2 separate regions of the Mus musculus genome follow, and region 1 is linked to region 2. Evidence: chromatin contacts called from public Hi-C data. All regions are on one chromosome and are shown on one strand. The core of a region is the stretch at or near the end of the contact, and the rest is flanking DNA. Distances in the headings are between cores, read along the strand shown. Region 1 overlaps Acvrl1 (activin A receptor, type II-like 1). Region 2 has its middle 5.0 kb from the start of Gm35569.

Region 1 (7,211 bases), core at 2,725-5,224, 310 kb after region 2:
TGCCATGTTCAGGGGCCACTATGCTTCCCAGGATGGGCTCCTTCTGGGAAACAGGCACTTTTGGGGCAATGCCCGCCGTTGCCTCACTCTCAGTCATGGCTGGTGGAGGGGCAGGGAGTCGGTACTCTGTGCACTAGGTCTCAGGCTGCAAGAGGTGCAACACAGACTTGCAGGAAAACCCTTCACAGCGGATCCTGCCATGGGGGCGGGGTGGGGGACAGGTGCTCACCAGAGGCCGTGCACTGCGCGGCTCTCAAAGACCTCCACACCCTCCTATGCTCTCTCCTGCTTGTTTTGCCACCTTCTTCCACTTCTCCCTCCCTCATTCTCAGCTCCTCCCCTCCCCCTCCCTCTACCCCCCCCTTGGTTTTTCAAGACAGGATCTATCTCACCCTAGCTATCCTGTCTCTCACTCTAGTCCTGGCTGGCCTGGAACTCAAAGATCCTCCTGACTTTGCCTCTTAAGTGCTGGGATTAAAGGTGTGCACCACCACCTGGCTCCATTCTCTTCTCTTGCCTCCTGTCCAATACATGCTCTCCCTGTCCCTTCTCCTGCTATGTCTCCCGATCCTGAGCCATTTCCGGGCCTCCTTTCCATCTTCCTGACCCATGTACCTCTTTTTCCTCTCTGCTCCTCTCCCAACCCCCCAGGTCCTCTCCGGGCTGGCCCAGATGATGAGAGAGTGCTGGTACCCCAACCCCTCTGCTCGCCTCACCGCACTGCGCATAAAGAAGACATTGCAGAAGCTCAGTCACAATCCAGAGAAGCCCAAAGTGATTCACTAGCCCAGGGCCACCAGGCTTCCTCTGCCTAAAGTGTGTGCTGGGGCAGAAGACATAGCCTGTCTGGGTAGAGGGAGTGAAGAGAGTGTGCACGCTGCCCTGTGTGTGCCTGCTCAGCTTGGCTCCCAGCCCATCCAGCCAAAAATACAGCTGAGCTGAAATTCGATCTGCCTCCGTCTGGGCTGCTCAAAGTGGCCGGCTCTCTGACGCCTGGCTGGGTTCCCCATCCCCAAGGCCAGCAGGGTACACCCACTACCACTCCCAGGGCAGGGTGGCCAAGCCAGGGAATCCCGGGCCCGGATCCTGGGCTTTCACTCTTCCCTACCCTTGGTCAACCTTACTGAACTGTCAGAGCTGCCAGGATGGCACAGGGCCCTGTCCAGCTTCAGCAGACATTCCACCTGCCGGGGCTCAGCCAGGGATACTCAGCAGCCTCAGTGTCTCTCTGTGGGTGTTTATTGCTTCTATGATGCCTTTTAGTTGTCCTGATTAGAGCCCCTGGCTAGTCTCTTGGGACAGGCGGTACCTGACTCTTCCACCCTCTGTCCCCTTACCATCTCAGCTGACTCACTAGGTCATCAAAATCCAAGGGCTCTCTGAGGAGAAGGTCAATCATGGTGGAAGCGATCGACCCAGCATTGCTCCGTTCGATAGGAGAGGTCTTCACCATCTTACCATCTTAGGTTTTGCCTCAATGTCCTCTGAGGTGTCTCAGAGCCTGATTTTCTTTGAAGCTCAGGCTGTGTGAAAGCTGAGTCTTGTCTATTATGCCCTGTCCGCTGTCGCTTGAGTCAAGCTGGGGTTTGTAAATAACGGCCAGGTTCCAGCATGGCCTAAAGTGCCCCCTAGGCTAGTCTCCAGGCCCCAGTTCTTGCCTTAAGCTATGCTAGCAGCCACCTCAGGACCCAGGCAGTACAAGAACTTCTGACTCCCTCTGCGGCTTGGCCTTCTGCCCAGGGCTCAAGGGTGGCTTCCTTTGGGGTCTCCAATACTGAAAGAAACTTAGCCCCTGTCAAGAAGCCTCCAGCAACCAGGGTTCTGCTCCCCACCCCCACCCCCGGCTGTGACTCTCTGGCCAAAGCCCACACCCTGGGCCAGACCCCAGAAAGTGAGCCTTGGGAGAACGTAGCCTAGAGAAACACAGAGAGTCTGGTATTTAGAAATGTGAAGGGTTCACCCACGTACTGAACAGGTGAAACTGAAGCCTGGGTTGATGGACTGAAGAGAAGTGAACTGTAGGCGAGGCTTAAGAAGGGTAAAGCAGGGTTCAGGCAAGAGACAAGGTCAGCCTCCATCTTGGGAAGACCTGGCCTAGAAACTATTGGCCACTGAAGGGAGAAACGGCGAGAGTTCATCATGCTCCACACAGGCCCCGACCTCTTGAGTTCCTCCAGTGTGACCTCCCAGCTCTCCAGCGCTGTTCTCTCTCTCAAGCCTGTCTTTCAGCAATATGCAAGGACCAAGGAGAACCAGGAAGTGAAACGAGACAAAAACAGAAAGTAGTCCGGCTTTCCCCAGACCAGTGGGGGCAAAGTCTGAAGGTTCTCCCGTCACTGGAGCCAGGGAATCGCTTTCTTGCCTGAAGGATTTTATTTCTACTGAACTTGGGAACAAATTTATCCCCAGACTCCACAGTCAGAGCCAGAAGACAGTAGCTCCTCCAAGGCCAGGAAATCCTAAGTGGAGGTGGGGGGGGGGGGTTGAACAACTGGAAACGTGGCAAGGAGAGTGGCCCTCTAGAGACAACTATCTTCAAATGCTTCCCAGTGCAGGTGTGTGAGTGGAACCACACAGTTTGTGGGAGCACTTGGCCTGTGACAGGCATGTAGTAGGTCTTCAATAAACCATGTTTGACCCCCTGAGTTTCTGCTGCCTTCCAGGCTAGTACCCCCCCGCAGTGGTCCAGTTGCAGGGGTCCAGAGAGAACCCTAGGGGGATGGGAAGTAGAGCATCCCAAAGTACACACCACCAAATTTCCCTGGGACAGGCTTGCTCTAGAATGCCCCCATACCTAGAACCGTGCTGAGTGAGGTTCAAACTTCAGATCCCACCCGGGATAGACAGCAACCTGATCCATGACAGCCACGTCGCCCTCTGCTGGCCAATGCGCTGCCCACGGCTGCCCTGCTCCCTTCCTACAGCGGGCTGGCTCCTCCCAGTAGGCCTGGGCCCTCCTTCCCGTCCCTGCCGCAGCGTGCGTGCTTGCGTGCATGCGTTCAGCTGTTCTGGGCTGTAGGGACTGTGCCTGGAAACCACACCTAGCAAAGGAGCTTTGTGCTTCCTTACTCAGAGGCGGCTCCGCCCCTCCCTGTTCAGCTCCTTCTTAATTCCCTCCCTAGGTGCTCCCCACCCCTTGTCTGCAATTAGTCCACACCCCCGGAATGAAAAGCTCCCCTTACCTGGAAATCTCAGAGAACACCTCATGTCCCCTTCCGCCCCACCCCAGAAACTATGAGCAAAGTGCCACTGGAGGGGTGAGAGAGAATAGGAGACCGTACTGAAGGAAGCTGGGAGGAGTCTTTTGGTTCAATCCAGCCCAGAAATACAAACTTTCTAAGAAGAGGGTGTTGGACCTTTCTTAGGAAAACAGGGAGGGTGCCCCAGTTTCTTCTGCGGTTGACAATTTGGTCTGCTCCCCATGCCTCCCAAGTGGGCACAAATCTGCAGCCTTCTGCGCTGGGGTCGTGGACCTCTCCCTGGCACATACAGCAGACAAGACCTTTCCCGAGGACTCTGAAGGGAGCCCTCAGAGGATGGTGACACTAATAGCATTCCCATTCTCCCACCTTTCCTTCCCCTGGAGTCCACACAGCCTGGCAGGCCAGGCCCCTAAATGACCACAGTGTGGTTGAGGACCGGGAAAAGGGCAGCGGGAAAACAGCCGTGCAAGAGTTCCGTGTGGGCTGGACAGGATCTGGCAGGACTGACCCGTCACCATGCTGTTAGAAGAGAATCTTTCGAGGTTACTAGGACCCAAATTCTTGGCCACTTGCACATGCTGTTACTGCCTTGGGGGAAAAGAAAGAGAAATCGCAAGCCTCTCTGCTCTTTGCTCTGATTTCCTGCGGTGACCCCAGCCTCCAACTTCCTTATTACATATAAAAAGTGAGGAAGCATTTCTATCCCTCCCTGAGAGGGTATGGTTGGTAGGGCATGCAAAACGGAGTGAGGGTGGCCCCTGCAGCCTGAGCCTTGACACTGACGCTCAGCCCTTCCTCTGCCAAGGCCTCTTGGTACCCCGGCTTTCATGGACAGCTCCTTTCCTTCCCAGACTCCATCCTCTCTCAGTCCTACCTCACCCTAGCCTGTGAGGAAGGAGCAATGCCTCCCCTGGCTTACCCCTTGCATTAAGATCAGCATCCCAAAGCCAGGTGTAGCCAGGCATACCTACAATCCCAGCACCTGGGAGGTGGAGGCAGGAGGATCAGGATTTCAGGGTTATCCTTAGCCACAAGATGATTTCAGAGGTCAGTCAGGGATACAAACGGAATAAAGAAATGGCAGCCCAAAAGATGGCAAAATCTGCATGCATTGAAGCCTACTCTGGGATAGGGTAGGGGTTTGTGTGCCCAGTCCAGTGTCCCAGGGCTGGGATTGATGGTAACTGTGCAGTCATCGCTCCGGGTGGGCGACTCTTGAAACAAGCTGCTGCTTCTACCAGGACCACATTCCGTTTGCTAGAAATAGAGACAGAGGGCTCCTCGACTTTGCATACAATTTGCATAATGTCATAGACACACTGTCTATTTTCAGGCAGTTTCCAGGTTCAAGTGTTACCACTGTTGCCCTGAGGGGTGTCATGTCTGGATGAGTCTCTGTTCTTTCTCACCCACCCACTCCTATTGACCTACATCCCCGGCTGCAGGAACACAAGAAGGGGAGGGCTGCCCAGGGAGACACAGTGGCGGCGAGAAGCCAGGGCATACTAGATTATCACCTCCATCACCAACAGCCCCTCCGCCGGTTGCGGTTGCCCAAGGGCAACTGATAGCGGCAGATAGGACGAAGGATTCAAGTACCCCAGCTCCCTTCCTTCCTCTGCCACCAGAACTGCCTGTCTGAGTGTTCAGACTTCTGACAGTTTCAAAGCAGGAGAAGGAGGAGGAGGAAAGGGAGGAAGAGGAGGAGGAAGACGGTTAGACAGATAAATAGATAACTTGGGCTTGAGCCACCTAGATTGACTTGCTTGTCCCCCAGATAATTGCAATAGGGGAACAGCGCTAACCTGCAGTCCACCACTCTCCTGCATCACGTCTGTGCTGAGTACCTGGCTGACCTAGAGTTGTGCCCTTCACTAGGACTGGTTGGGATGACTGTCACCGAGTTGCTTACGACCTTGGCAGGTCTTTGGCCTCTCCTCTGAGAAGAAGTGAGGCTGGCGATTAAAAGAATTCCCACTTTATAGTGACTTGTCCTTGGTCACTGAGGCTCAGGACTGGACTTCTTCTCTGGGCTCCCTCCTGTAAACACTCAAGCCCGGGGCCCCTGCTGGAGTATACAGTACAGCTTTCGCTGAATGCCAGAGCAATGCGTCTGGATTCTGGAAATCCCAAGACAGCTCAGTTAGGCTGATCAGCAGCAAGGCACTACCCAGAATTCCCAGTCTCTGGCATCCAATTCCCCTGGACCTGCCTCATCCCTTCAGGCAGGCGTTTCCTGTTGATAAGAAGCTTAGTTACAAACACTGATAAAGAGATGAAAAAGGAAGTCGACAGGCTAGGGTATGGCGGGCATTAGGTCTGCCTTTGCTACCCCTCTTCCTGCTTGATGCCACACACCCCTTCCCCCCACCCCCACCCCGCAACCATTTCCCAGAACTGCGCAGAAAACAGGCCCCCACCTCCACTCCCTATTTTGGAGACTCCCGTTATTTGGCCCGAAGTCTTACATAGTTCTCAGAACCCTGGGAGAGGAGCTTTGGAAGCAGGAAGCACTGAGTGCCGGGTCCCCCCAACCCCAAGTCCAGGGGCAAGGGCCGAGGCACAGAAAGTACTGCCCCACAGGTTGGGTTCCATCTGAGATCTTGTCTGCCCTTTTCTCAGAGGCCTGGATCAAAGCTGTGCTTTAGTGGCTGCTGGCTGGTCTCTAATTAGTAGATTTTTTTCCCCATCATTTTATTCTCGGGGTTACTGATGGGAAGTCTCGCTAATTTCCAGTTGACTAATTTGGAACCTGTGATCCTTCAGGACAAATGCTTCAGGCAGATGCTTAGAATAAGAAGCAAAGCAAACAAGTAGGGTTTAGATTACAGAGGCTGCTTTCTAAGCGCCCTGCCTGCAGTTACACCAGGTGGGTGAGGAGGCTCAGCCTGCTTCTGGGCTTCAAATTGTCCTTATTCAGGGACAGAAGGTACCACGATTTGATGTTGGACGTTGGACTTTTTTTTTTTTTTTTTTTTTTTTGTCTCCCCACAGATGCAACTCCTTAACAAAGCCGTCAAGCACACATAAATAGACTGGGTAGGTCTGTGTGCTCAAAGTTTAAAGTGAACGTCAGTACCCTGGGCCTGTGGCACTGTATTGAACACCTGCCTAGCACACACGGAGCCCAGGGTTCCATCCTCAGCACCACAAGTAAAACAGAATAAAAGGGGCTGGAGAGACAGCTCACTGGTTAAAAGCACTGACTGCTCTGCCTCAGGACCCACGTTCACTCCCCAGCACCCACATGGCAGCTTACATGACTTCTATTTCCAGGGGATCCAGTGCTCTTTTCTAGTCTCTGTAGGCACCAGGTACACTCGTGGTGCACAGAAATACACACAGTCAAAACACCCGTACATATAAAATAATAATTTTTAGAAATTAAAAATAAAGTAAGTTTAAGGGGCTAGAGAGATGGCTTAGTGGTTAAGAGCACTGGCTACTTTTCCCAGGGTCCTGAGTTCAATTCCCAGCAACCACATGGTGACTCTCAACCATCTGTAATGGGATCCGATGATCTCTTATGGTGAGTCTGAAGACAGCTACAGTGTACTCGTGTATGTGCAATAAAGAAATCTTTTTTAAAAAAATAAAGTTTAAAAAGAACGACAGTTTGGAGACTGTCTCCTGAAATCTTAACTATTTCTAGTCATGGCTACCACGGGACAAGTCCTCATAGGACTTTGATACTTGGAGGATGAGTAAAGAGTTGATGTGGTTTTTTGTTTTTGTTTTAAAATTTTATTTATTTTATGTATATGAGTAGCTGTCTTTAGACACACCAGAAGAGGGCATAGGATACTATTACAGATGGTTGTGAGCCACCATGTGGTTGCTGGGAATTGAACTCAAGACCTTTAGAAGAGCAGTCCATGCCCTTAACTGATGAGCCATCTCTCCAGCCCAAGCAAAGGGTTTTAATCCTAGCGGAAATCTAGGTGCCTGGTTAAGAACACTGGCGGCTCTTGCAGAGGAGGAGGGTTGGTTCCCAGCACCCACACCGGA
Region 2 (7,546 bases), core at 2,515-5,014:
TCTCACTGTATAGCTCTGACTGTCCCAGAACTCACTATGCAGTTCCAGCTGGCCTTGAACTCGTAGAGATCCACCTGCTTCTGCCTTCTGAGTTCTGGAATTAAAGATGGGTGCCACCGTGCCTGGCCCAACTTAATGTCTTCATATTTATATGCATTGCAAGATAGCAACCATATCAGGCTATCTATCATATGTGACACCTTGCATAATTATTATCTTTTATAATTAGGAGGTTGCTGGAGACTTGGCTTAGTGGTTAAAAGCACTGACCAAGTGTTCTTTGAGAGGACTTGGGTTCAATTCCCAGCACCCACTGGGTAGTTCACAACTGTCTGTTACCACTGTTCCGGGGGATCTGTGCCCATTTCTGGCCTTTGAGGGCACCAGGCATACATATGGTGCACAGACATAAACATGCATGTGAAACAATCATACACATAAAATAAAAATGTTAAAAATGTGGTAACAACTGGGATTACTTTTTAGTTGTCAAGTCACTGGAAGTTATTACAGGCTTGTGCGTGTAGAACTGTGGAAGATACTGTGGCCAGCGTGTGTGAGCCTCAGGGTTGACTCTCAGCACTGAAAACAAAAATTATTACAAACATTCTGATTAGTGACTACACAGTTAGGTCTCAGGCAGGCCATCTAGGTCTCAGGCTGTCCATATGTCTACAAATGAGCTCAAGCTCAAGCGGGACTGTAGGAGAATTCCTGGTAGTTAGATAAAAGCCGCATTTCTCAGGAACTTGTGAACCCATCTACAGAAAGAAGTCATCTCCCTTGCCACTGGCAGAAGGGACATCTGGCTCCACTGATGTGTACCTGTGGCTGCACACACGTCAGAGTCTGTGCCCTCCCTCAGGCTCTGCTCACAAGTACTTGCTGCACATTCAAAGTCCACACGTGCATCTGCCCTTTCTCCTCAGGTCCCTGCTGTCTTTATGCCCTCTGCCTGTCCCCACTATGCTTGCTATTTTATCTATCTATCTATCTATCTATCTATCTATCTATCTATCTATCTACCTACCTTCCTACCTATGAATCCATCCATCCATCTATCTCTGTCTCTTTGACTGTCTGTCTCTGTCTGTCTCTCTGTCTGTTCTTTTATCTATCTACCTATCTATCCATCTATCTATCTCTGTTTCTGATTCTGTCTGTCTGTTTGTCTCTCTGTCTCTCTTTCTCTCCTCTTGCTCTTCTGCTTTTCTCCCTTCTCTCAAAGATAGCCCTGGCCTTGTCTAGTCTGTCTGTCTCTCTCTGTCTCTCTGTCTCTCTCTGCCCTGGACTCTTGAAGATGCTGCTGGATATTTTCTCTCTTACCAATAATAAAAATCTTTCGCCACGCCCACACCACAGAGCGATCGTTTCAGAGGTTTCTTGACCATGCCCTCTTGCGGACATACACAACATCTTATCACCGGCTATGTTGCCACTTAACTAATTCACCCTGGCTGGCCACTGTGGTACTTCTGTAATTTTTGCCTTTTGTCAACATTGTGACACTTTTTAGCATAAAGTTCTTTCCTATGTGTTACATTATCGCCTTAGAATAGACTCTAATGAAAATCACTGGCTTAAAGGATATACTGATTTGCAAAGCTCTTGGTAGCAATGGCTTGCTGAAGAAGCAACTGAACTCGTGCCCAGGACTGAGCATGCGCACTGTGCTTGGAACCTTGTGGATTTTGGTTGGGTAGCGCTGGTCATGTGACCAATGAGCAGTCTCTCTCTCTCTCTCCAGGTCCCCACCAGACTGAGCTCTCAGCTTTACCCCTGTCGGGGGTCCCAGATTCTCGTCGTCCACCAAATGTGAACAGCTTCTTAGAAGACTGGGCTAGGACCTACTTTAGGCATCCTAACATTAGAGAAAATGTGCGGGTTCTCTGTCTCTAGGGGTACACATGCTGCCTGTGTAGCTGTCAGTGAAGTATACTTCAAGAAAACCAAGAACTTCAAGGAAGTTGTGTCCAGATTCTGGGGAGGACCCTCCCACATATACCATCAGTTTATCTGAGAGCAACTCCCTCCCTCCTCATCCAGACTGCCTGCAAGGGCAAAGACTGAGCATGCGCACAATTGTCTTTTCTGCTTGCACCTCCTCCTGCCTCTCCCCCCACTTCCCTCATAACTTGACTTTTTTCAAAACCTATTTTTAATGATGGTGCTTAAATGTTTTAAGCTCCCGTTTAGCCCACCACCCGCCAGAGGTAGTGGGAAAGAAAAGATACAGGGTGGGTGGAGGAGATGGAGGGGTGAAGGAGGTGGGGGGGGAGGGGGAGTGGACCTGTTTAGAAAGGTTCTTTGTAGCAACTCCTGTCTGTGTTGTCTGGAAATCAGCAGTTCAGTTCACAGGTCAGCAGCGGCAGCTCCATCCACTCACAAGCAAACATGAATTAGCAGCAGTGGCAGAGATAGCCAGACCTCAGCCTCAGCACAAGTCAGCAGGAGGGACACCGAGGAATGCCAGGAAAAGGTCTCAGCTATGCCTCTCTCATTGAAGACGCAAGACCCACAGTCATTGCACAGCTAGCTCAGCCTTGGTCACTGTCTGTCCACTCTTGTGGATCCTCCAAACGTCCCCGTGTCCTCCATGGGTCTTGCCTCAGCACGTGAGTCTGTCTCCGCTGACATCACTCTGCCAATTATCCAGAGTCTGCGGAAGCAGCAAGAAACTGCAGCACACCAACGGAAGTTACTCTCTGTGGAGTCCCTACAAATGCAGCTCAACTATGCAATGTAAGGCAGACCAATACATGCTTGTCATTAGCGTTAATGAAGAATCCTTCATCATGCGTCCTTTCATGTGCTTGCTTTAGCAGGACATCCTCTCTCCTGTGTCTGCTTTAATGAAACATTCCTTCACGAGTCTGCTTTAGTCTGTCACCTGTGTCCACTTTAGGAAAACACTCCTTCACATGTTTGCCCCAGCAAAACACCATCCGACACAACTGATTTCCCAAAGAACCCTTAAATTTCCACTTCACCTGAGTGCTGGGATTAAAGGCCTGTGCTACCACTGCCTTGCCAAAGCCTCTACCCCTTTCCTGCTCGTTTAGCCTCTCTTTAGGGTTTTCCTGAGGTTATTTCCTGAGATAGTCACTGCCTCATTTCTCCTCCAGATTTTTTTTTTAAAATGTAGGCAAGCATGACCTTGAACTCTGGTTTAGTTAGCTTGCTTTAAGGTTTATTTTAAAATTTTAATTATGTGCCCATGTGTGAGTATGGTCGCCTGGGGAGTCCAGGAAAGGGCATCAGATCTCCCTAGAGCTAGGGGATACTGACGTGGATACTGAACTTGGGTCCTCAGCAAGAATGAAGCAGGCACTCTTAGCCACTGAGCCTCCTCTCTAGCCCTGACCTTGTTCTCCAAGTGCCCTTGCCTCCACCTCCCCAACAGACTGGTGTCCCCACACCTGGCCCACCAGGAAATAATTTAAACATCAAACAGACTAGACTCTGGCTCATAATTTCCTAAAAAGGAGGGCTGATCGTGTTCCCATGACAACCCACAGGGGCCTCTACTCCCTTCTCCAGCCCAGACAGCCTAGACTTGCAAGATTGGCTTCTTTCAGAAGTTAATGTAGGGGGCGGGGGTGGGGGTAGAATCTGGACAGATGGTAACCAGGCTGCCCTAAAAGTACGCGGAATTGATGGAAAATGCAAATTCATCGCCAGCGCCAGGCAAACACAAGGTGGAGCCCTGGAGTCCAAATTGGGAGCAAGCAACTTTAAATATCACAGAGCGACTTCTTGTCCTTCATAGTAAGCCATGTGGTCCACACAGAGCCTTCCAGAGACCCACAGGAGACTTGGCTAAAGAAGCCGGTCTCTGTGCGGCCGCCCTCTGCTGGAGTAATTCATGAACAGCATCTGGTCAGAAGAGAAGGAACCCGGAGGGCTCTGAAGCCCCTCCGAACCTTTAGGGTCCCCCTTTAAAAGTCACCATCTTCAGGAAGCCTACTCCACCTCTGCAACTACAAGAAGGCTTGGCCATGGGCACAGCCTTTCTTTTGCTTTCTGCTGGTAATGGCGCCTGCCCTTGCTTCAGGGAGGCACAGCCTACGTCCCCTCCTCTACTAATTTATGAGTTCCCAGGGGGGAAAGGATATTTAAAAAAAATTTACTCCCAACGGAATTTGCACCTGCCTAGAGATGTCTGATGTAACTAAGTGCAAAATTCACATCGTTGAAGGGAGTCCTTTGAATTCAAATGTCACATCTCCGAAGAAGCCCACTTAAAACACATCTATTAAAAGATGTAAACAAGTTGCCTGGACACTGAGTCATTAGCCACTTGGGGTGTTGGCGCATTAGCCGAGCCCAGAGCTCAGAACCACGACATTATGGAAAATGCTGTTAAGTAGCAAAGAAAGATTAAAAAAAAAAAAAAGGCAGTGGGAGCAAAAAGAAGACTAGAGGAAGAGAGGGCTGATCAATAGGAACTCCTGAAGCTACTGACGTCACTGGGCACGTCTGGGGAGACTTAAGGGCTGGAGGGATCTGAGGGGCACCTCACACTCACCCTGGGGACCGTCATCTCAAAAGATTCCAAAATACATTAACTGGGTCCAAATGCAAAAATATGGTCTGGTAAAATGCAATCGATAGTGCTTAATTAAATGTCAGTAAAACATAACATTATGCCAACTTTATTGAGTGCTAAATATTCATTCAATTTTAAAGAGTTTGTGGGTTAGATTTTTTTTTTCCCACTTCATAAGAATTCCCCGGTAGAGATGGGGACTCCTGGGAAATTGTAGCCAATTGTAACAAAATATTACTCATCGCCACACAATTTTCAAACCAAAATCATAATGCCCCTCGTTCAAATTTCCAGAGCAAATTGGTCTTAATGTAGGGTGTGAGAGCATTTTAGTGTAATTAATGTAAAAAAAAAAAAAAAGCTGGGAGTCTCTGGGGTTGACCAAATCCAACAAATGACCCTGCATACCAAAGGCCAATTTCCTTCATTATTTTACAATTTCACCCCCAATGCTACCACAGTCCTATATGTTCCCAAATGTCATACATGCCAAACATATATATATATAATATAATATATATATTAACAAACTTTGGGGGAATACTTTTGGATTTACAGAAAGGTTATAAAGATGATAGAGTCCCCTAATCTTGCTTAGTGTTTTGCATAACAGTTCTGCTGAAACTGAGAAAGCATGGGTGGTACCAACGAGCACCTCTAGAATTTATTTGGACTCCAGCAGTTTTTATAGTTTGTGGATACAATCTAAATTAGCATTTAATTATCCATCTCTGTGGCCACCTGGCTGGTGACAGTTTCTCAGCCCTCTTGTGACTCCTGTGTCCTTGTTTGGTGTCATGGTTGCATATGTTTGACCCAGGGAGTGGCACTATTTGGAGGTGTGGCCTTATTGGAGTAGATGTGGCACTGTAAGTGTGGGCTTAAGACCCTCATCTTAGCTGCCTGGAAGTTAGTATTCTGCTTGCAGCCTTCAAATGAAGATGTAGAACTCTCAGCTCCTCCTGCGCCATGCCTGCCTGGATGCTGCCATGTTCCCACCTTGATGATAATGGACTGAACCTCTGAACCTGTAAGCCAGCCCCAATGAAATGTTGTCTTTATAAGAGTTGCCTTGAAGAAGTGTGAGTGGGTGGGTAGGGGAGCAGGGTGGGGGGAGGGTATAGGGGACTTTCTGGATAGCATTTGAAAATGTAAATGAAGAAAATATCTAATAAAAAATTGAAAAAAAAAAGAGTCGCCTTGGGGCGGGGTGGGGGTGGGGAGAGAATTGCCTTGGTAATGGTGTCTGTTCACAGCAGTAAAACCCTAAGACGGTTGGCTTAAGAGGGGGCGGTGTATGCAGTGCAGCCCGGGAACCCCAGGAGCAGTGGTTAGCTCAGGAGGCACCCAAGCCTCCACCTCTAACTTCTTTCCCAGTGAAAGCAGTTCAGATGCAGAGTTTTGCGGAATGTCCCTCCTGAAAGGCCTACCTGATGTGTTTCTCAGGCTCAGGCGATGGCTGCCGGTTCAGGAAGAGCAGCACAGAAGTGCAGTGCCTCGATCATTGTATCCTACCGGGAGATGGCACCGCACAGCATCCCTGGTGACGCTAGCTTCTGTCCCACGCAGGGTTTTCCAGTGCCCCCCTGGCACAGACATTACCCACTGCTTCCACGATGTATCTGGATGTGACTCAGTCCCACACTTACATGGAGGGACACAAGTTCCACCTCCAAAAGGAGGTTGTATATCATTTGCAATTTAGCTTTAAGAAAAATTTGTTTCTTGCTCTCATCTATTTGTTAAATCATTCATTTTTACCAGTATGGATTCATTTATAGGCTATCTTTTGGGCTCTTAAAAAAAATCACCCCACCACGTATTGCCTAAAATATTTTAGCTTCAGTCACTGGGAGGTTTTTCAAGTTGGCCTCCATGTTTCTTTGACATTATTCGTCCACTTTGTGTTGATAGAATGAAATGCTCAAGGCAGGCTAACCTTATAAAGAGTAGAGGTTTGCAAGCAGGCAGAGGTGGAGGCCAACCGAGTTTCTTTTCCTTTTGCTGTGATCAAATGGCTTAACAGAAGCAACTTAGGAAGGAACAGCTTATTATGGCTCATGGGTCAGAGCTGTTCCATCTATCATGGCGCAGAAGCCTCAGCAGCTGGAGCCAATCACAGACCAGAATCACTGAGGCCCACGAGTGAAAACTGAGCTCAGCCCCGCCTCTACAGAGTCTGAGATGCCAACCTCGGCATGGTGCCATCTTCAGGGGACATGTCTTGCCACCTCATTAAAGCAATCCAGACACTCTCCCTCAGACAGGCCCAGAAGCCATGCCCCAGGGAATGCTAGGTCAGGTTGACAAGGACCATTGGGTTCCCTGGAGTAACAGACCGTATAGAGTTGATGTATACCAAAAGGGATGTATTAGATAGGCTAACAGTGTGGTCTGGACAGTCCAACAGTAGCAGTCTCAACAGAGAGCCCAGTAGCTGGTCAGTCCCCGAGGCTTGGGGACCTCAGCACCCCCAGTCTGGCTTAAGGGATTCCTGGAGAGCTGCTGGCCTTAAAGAAACTTGGGTTGTGACAGCAGGGATGGAATCCAGCGATAGCAGTGGTATCGAGGTGACAGCGGCAGAGGCAGCGGCAGCAGGATGAGCCTGTCTCACCAGCAAAGACAAGGGAAAAGAAGCAGAAGCCAAGCTTTCCGTGTCGGACCTCACTGAGTCTGACTGCCGGCAGAAGGTTGGTGTGGCTCCTCTCATTTTAAATAACCAGGGCAGGGGCTGGAGAGGTGGCTCAGTGGTTAAGAGCACTGACTGCTCTTCCAGAGGTCCTGAGTTCAATTCCCAGCAACCACATGGCGGTTCACAACCATCCTTAATGGACATCTGATGCCGTCTTCTGCTGTGTCTGAAGACAGTGACAGTGTACCCACATATGGCCGAAGTGGGGCCGAAGTGAGCAGGGCTGGAAAAAGAAATAATAACCAGGGCAGGAAAATCCCTATGGGCAGCCAACCGGCTTGCCTTTGAGTTGATCCCAGATCCAG

The links. A called contact is a pair of places that touch in the nucleus more often than the background predicts.
Region 1: a contact with region 2 is called in a Hi-C map of the N1E-115 cell line, with 4 times the contacts expected there. The contact joins two enhancer-like sites. A contact is called at or near these places in 3 of 39 promoter capture datasets (the C10 cell line and liver), 1 of 484 Hi-C or Micro-C datasets (the N1E-115 cell line) and 5 of 115 datasets of contacts at active chromatin or transcription factors (embryonic basal ganglia, embryonic stem cells and memory CD8 T cells).

What each region holds. Positions count from the first base shown.
Region 1 is chr15:101,142,692-101,149,902 of GRCm38.p6, forward strand. Acvrl1 (activin A receptor, type II-like 1) reads left to right here. Exons shown (of 11, transcript NM_001277257.1): 11 at 652-2,645. The coding sequence ends at 786. Among named protein-coding and RNA genes, the nearest start is that of Acvrl1, 18 kb to the left of the region's middle. Within about 2 kb of position 3,975, at least 296 of the 459 cell types and tissues checked have an H3K27ac peak or open chromatin away from gene starts, as enhancers often do. A contact at or near this core is called in the N1E-115 cell line, where this site is marked.
Region 2 is chr15:100,835,242-100,842,787 of GRCm38.p6, forward strand. No RefSeq gene overlaps it. Among named protein-coding and RNA genes, the nearest start is that of Gm35569, 5.0 kb to the left of the region's middle. Within about 2 kb of position 3,765, at least 25 of the 459 cell types and tissues checked have an H3K27ac peak or open chromatin away from gene starts, as enhancers often do. A contact at or near this core is called in the N1E-115 cell line, where this site is marked.